2 separate regions of the Zea mays genome follow, and region 1 is linked to region 2. The links are chromatin contacts, called in public Hi-C maps. All regions are on one chromosome and are shown on one strand. Each heading gives the region's core, a stretch centred on a gene start, on an enhancer-like site or on the middle of the called end of the contact. The rest is flanking DNA. Distances are from core to core; before and after follow the strand shown.

Evidence for each region. A called contact is a pair of places that touch in the nucleus more often than the background predicts.
Region 1: a Hi-C map of leaf shows a contact between it and region 2, with 1.9 times the contacts expected there. The contact joins the promoter of LOC100192048 here to the promoter of LOC103634945 in region 2. A contact is called at or near these places in 5 of 25 Hi-C or Micro-C datasets (ear, endosperm, leaf and 1 more).

What each region holds. Positions count from the first base shown.
Region 1 is chr1:60,934,040-60,936,739 of Zm-B73-REFERENCE-NAM-5.0, forward strand. LOC100192048 (R3H domain protein) reads right to left here and starts at 1,286. Exons shown (of 5, transcript NM_001137471.2): 1 at 836-1,286; 2 at 683-754; 3 at 56-141. The coding sequence starts at 1,068.
Region 2 is chr1:60,573,580-60,576,444 of Zm-B73-REFERENCE-NAM-5.0, forward strand. It overlaps LOC103634945 (chromatin-remodeling ATPase INO80), which reads left to right and starts at 1,522. Exons shown (of 22, transcript XM_020546378.2): 1 at 1,522-1,998. The coding sequence starts at 1,930.

The sequences.
Region 1 (2,700 bases), core at 36-2,535, 360 kb after region 2:
ATGGCAGATAAAATACCCCTCTTTTATTATACAAATGGGCAGAAAAGTGACTCACCTATATCATTTCTGGTTAGCACAACGGACGCCAAATCGTCACTGTTATCAAACTTCCATATCATATCACTAACAAGGACAGATGGGCTGCAACAAACGAGATGACTAATTCAACCTAACGGGAAAACACAACAGCTACGTATTTACTCAATCAATAAGATATAGCATAGCTTTTGAGATAAATATAATGTAGAAAGAACAGAGCAGGTGAGAGCAGCAACAAAAGGTACATCAAACATGAAGAAAGCAACATGTAAGATGCTAAGGATACATGGTGCAGTTGAAGCTCACAATAGTATGGTACCCAAAAGAACATGCATAGATCCAAATTATAGAACACAAAATGAGTTAGGGTGCAACTGGTACTACAGCGGATTACATATATTGAAACACTATTAGAAAGTTGTGTCTTGAGTGTTTAACTGAATTGGCTGTAACTTTGTTTCTCCTGCATTCATGCAAGCATCAAATGCTGGTTGAAAGATATACTTGAAACATACTAATATTGTGGTACAGTGGGGATTCTGATCTAATGTTAGAACATAATCTAGAGAACAGAAAAGCAAAGGCATAGAGATGACAGGCAACAAGTCAAGAGATTTTACTGGAAGCAAGCTTGGCAACATACATGGCTGTTTCAGGGCAGCACTGGAGGACTAAATGTCGATCCTCGCCTTCACCAACCGATTCATGAGCGAACCTAGGTAGAAGCAGGCAAATTAGCTGTTAGGCACAGCACACACACACACAGCATCACCCCAATTGAAGCTAGCAGGTGTACCCATAGATTTCAGCAAGGCGATGCAAGAGAAGGCGGTGGTAGGCCCCAGCAGGCTGAAGCTCTATCGTATCCGCCGCATCGTCGTCCTCTTCACGGTCGCCGTCGCGGCAGTGCAGCTGCTGGAGGGCTGCGATGAGGGCTTCCTCGGTGGAGAGGATCAGGTGCTTGCTGTGCAGGTTGTCCTTGATGAGCGAGGCCAGCTCCTCAACCATGGCGAACTGAGTGGTAGTCATCTCCGGAATTGGATTGCTGGTGGAAGCAGCGACCCAATCCAATCTGCCAGGAGTCGAAGCGCGGAAGTGCTGCTGAGGAAAGCCTAGCGACTAGCGTAGCGGGATTTTTGCAACAACCGCAATCAGGGAGGCGGGATTTTTGCAACAACTGCCTGGACGAGAAGGGGATTCGGAGGAAAGCCCTGGGCTGAAGCAAGTATCGTTAGGCTAGGGCTTGGACGCCGTTGGTGGGACAAATGCTTATTCTGGGTACCATATATCTTCGTTCGCTAAAATATTTTAATGAGAAATTGTCAATAGCTAAAAATACCTCACAATACATATGCTTCTTGCTTGATTACCTCACTGTCATTTATTTAGCACTACCGTACCTAGCGGTGAGAAAAGAGCTGCCGTTCTTGCGATAGCAGGGATGGGTGGCGGCGGCGTGCACAACGATTGGGATGTGGGAAGGGGCAGCAATAGGGAGGGGCGGCGGTGACGCCCCTGTGGACTGTGGTGATGGACGATGACGACGCTGTCAACGATTAAGGGCTTGATTGGCTAATCTTGGATTGAGGTGGATTGAAGTGGTATAAGGTGTATTGAAGTGTAATATGAACTAATTTCTCTTTCTTGCCTGAAGGGAAGGGGAAGCGACAGGGATGATGTGTACGTGATGTTGTAAAGGCAAACTGCATTTACTGAATTAGTTTACGAGAAGTGTTTAATAGGGGTAAAATCTAACACTTTAAAGCCTAGTTTTAATACTCTATTATTTACCTTAATCCATATGTATTGATCTGGATTATGGTGTAACTTAGTTTAATAGAATTGGACTTATAGTGGAGTAATCTAGCTAGAGACACATGTATTGTGGGGTATTTTAGATATTGGCAATATCAGTGAGGTATTTTGGTGAGCGGCCATGTATAGGGACCCAAATAAGCAAATTTGGTTAGTGGGGGAGCCGCTAGATAGGCCATGTGTTATGTGTATCCGTACATGCACGGAGTCAAAACTCTCCATTTGGAACTGGAATTGGATCTGAGTGGCGTACAAACTCCAGAGGTGTGGAGGCGGAGGATCGGTCGGTTAGTCTCAAAGGGAACTGTTGAAGCGGGTGCGGTTAGAGCGTCACACAAAATATATTGTTTTTAGTAGATCATATAAACGGTCGCACATCAGTAAAGCGTGCGCGCACGACGCACGAATATTGAGACATGTGTCCCACTGAAGCAGCTAGCATTTGCACAACCACATGAACTCGCTAATATCCACGATGCCACGGGATGACGTGAACTTTGTGTCCGCATGCGCGATCTATTGAATGCATGAATAATATGATTTTGTTACTCATTTTTCACATCCATAGTCGCATCCACGATGCTGTGAGATGACGTGCATTTTTGTGTGATCGTATGCGCGATCTGTTGGAAGCATAAATAATATGATTTTGTTACTTATTTTTCACATCCACAGTCACATCCACAACTTGTTGGAGATAGCCTCAGTCCTTTCGGACTCTCCGTTCTCCTCTCTCCCACTTTGTATTAAACTAAAGGTTAGACGAGTTGGGTTGCGAATACTTTTGAGCTAGGAAATACGATAAGGGTCGTTCTATTCTATTTTAAAGTTATACATTAGCTCCAT
Region 2 (2,865 bases), core at 272-2,771:
CTTTTGTGAGAAAGAACTTGTTTAAAAAACTTGCATTTTTCTATCGTGGCTTCTACATGTGGACTGAAAGAACTTGTTTCAAAGTTCATTCCATAAACTTATCTAGAATATTTATAATTAGATGGTTGCATAATACTGATTGGTTGTAATGTAGTGGTGAAACAGAGGATTATGTATACCTAGAATCATAAATGAATTATGAAATCTTTTTCATAATAATATAACACACATTTGTACATAAGTTATTGTGGTATTATATGTTTCCGTTGCAACGCACGGGCACTCACCTAGTATATATAACAATAATAATAATAATAGTAATAATAATAATAATAATAATAATAATAATAATAATAATATAGTAATAATAATATTAAGGAGATTCTTAATAGTGGTTTGATCATAGCAATGCAGACGCAACTCTACTTTATGTGATAAAATTATATAATAACACTCGCATATATATATATATATTGCATCTAGAAAAAATGCCTCTAAATATGTTGTTCTACGAGCAGCGTTTCTTAGGTCCTAGATTTTCACGCCAAAGCATAAGTCTAAGGACCGGCCTTGGTTACAGATATTCTCACATGACTATAGTGTCGCTGTGTATATGTGGGGTAGGGGTTCAGAGAGTTTTATCGACATGAGAAGGTTTTTTTAATATATACCATAGGCGTCTTACCCTATAGGTGGAGGTTTAAGAGCATCCACAATAGTTAGGTAAGCAACTCTATAAATATGAATTAAAGAAATTTTCAAGAAAACTCTTCTCCAATAGTAGTGTAAAGCAAGTCCCTAAATTTACAAACTCTCTACAAAATTCAATTTCATTTCTACATTTAGCAACATTGTTGGGACTCCTGAAATCAACGTTTGCGCCAAATCCACTGTGAAAAGCCTACTCCCACCATTTGTTTTGTGCGTCCCATCATCTCGATGATCACAAATCCATCTCAGTGCTCCAAACACCTAGACGCCACCACCGTTAGAGAACCTCTTGTGTCGAGGCGCCACTATAGCGCCTCCTATGTCACCTTCATGCCGTCGCCGTGAGGACCTTTGTGGATGGTGTGTGCCTGTTGTTACGGCTGCCTGGTCTTTCATCGACAACTCCGACTTCACAAGACGTTGTTAGCATTTTTTTATGTAAGCCGATATGAAAGTTTACCTTATTAAGATCTGTAGCAGATCTTATACCGCTTGAAAAGTAAGTAAATGTTGTTGATAGGGATTTTCTGCACCAGTCCAATTAAAAGTAGAAAGTGGGTTCACTTATTTCTTGACGTGTGCAACTTTTAAAAAATTAGTAACCAATAAATAGAGATTGGCTGGATCACATATATTTTTTATTTCTTAAAATGTTTTAGCATATCTCTAAATCTATAATTTAACTCTCTAAATTTACAATTTAAGAAGTTTTGCATTCATTTTCTAATAACAAACTCCAAGAATTCTGTTTTGCCGCCAAAATTAACTCCGGATGGGATAAAAAAAAGAGAGAAGAAACAAAGGCCGTGTGGGCGCAGGCAGCCAGCACATACGTTGGCGCAGGCAGCAGCCGCAGCACATACGTTGGCGAGTGGAAAACCCAGGCCCAGACCCCTTCCGGTTTCGCTTTCCCTGCTCCCCTCTTCTCCTCTCTCCCCTCCGCGGCCAAGCCAGAGCCATGCCTCGTTCTACTACTTCCCCCACCACGTCACAACAGGGCATCCACACCACCCCCCACCGCCTCCCTCCACCTCCGCCTCCTTCCCCACCCCCCTTCCGCTTCCGCCCACAACCCTAACCTTAATCCCGTCGCCGCCGTAGCCGCGGACCGACTGGGCCGACTCCCGCACCGCGCCTTCGGCGTTATATTCGGTCCCTGCGTTCTCTCTCTCCGGTTCCCCACCTCCCGCGGCGAGCCGGGGCGCTAGGGTTTTCTACATGGATCCGCGCCGCGCACCCCCGCGGGGCGGCGGCGGGCTCTCTTACTCCACGCTGTTCAACCTCGAGGTAGCCGCTATTATTACTGTGTAGCTCTGCTCTGCTCTCTCTCTCTCTCTCTCTCTCTCTCTACCGTGAAGAGGGTTTCGCTGTGGATTGAACGCTGCGGGGTGGATGCAATTGTTGGGTTACCGAACTCGTTATTGCTCGGTTCTGGGTTAATTCTCTTCCCCGGGTTACTTATTTTGTACCATGTTTTTTTGGGTGCAATCTGGTGGTCATTTTGAGTTGGAGCCCCCTTTTCAGCCCGTCTGTTATGGCTGCCTAGTATCCGATTAATGTAGGTTGCGTAGTGGTGCTGCTCTATGTTGTATGGTAGCTGATACTCATTGCTCAACACTACTGTTTAATTGGTTTGGACTTTGGACTACCATTCAATTGCTGCATTGTGTTTTGCTAGGCCTAAGTCACTGGTTTCCCTTATTGGTTATTCTAGTCTAAGTACGGTTCTTAGTGTGTTGAAAATTCATGATCAACTGGTGTGCTTATTGTCTTGTTTAACTTATATCAGCTGCCTCCTGCTTAGTGTTTACTCATCATTTTTGTCAAAAAATATAGTATTTCATGCATGACTGAATATGTTTTGGTGCAGTTGCTTGCCTAAGTTGTTGTTCTTAATGTAGTCATACAATGTTATGAGTTACATACATCTCTTATTAGTTGCTGGGATCTATCTATGCTCTTTTGTCGTGCATTGTGTGTTGTGTGTTGTGCTCTACTGGTTTGCTTAGTTTGCAGTGTGTCAATTGTCACTATTGCTAATTTGCTATTCTTGCTTTCTCTAAACTGACACATACTAGTTTTGCTTGGTGTTTCATTCTTCGAAGCATGTGCACCCATAAACAATTTCCTTTGCCAAATGCATGTTCTCTGACA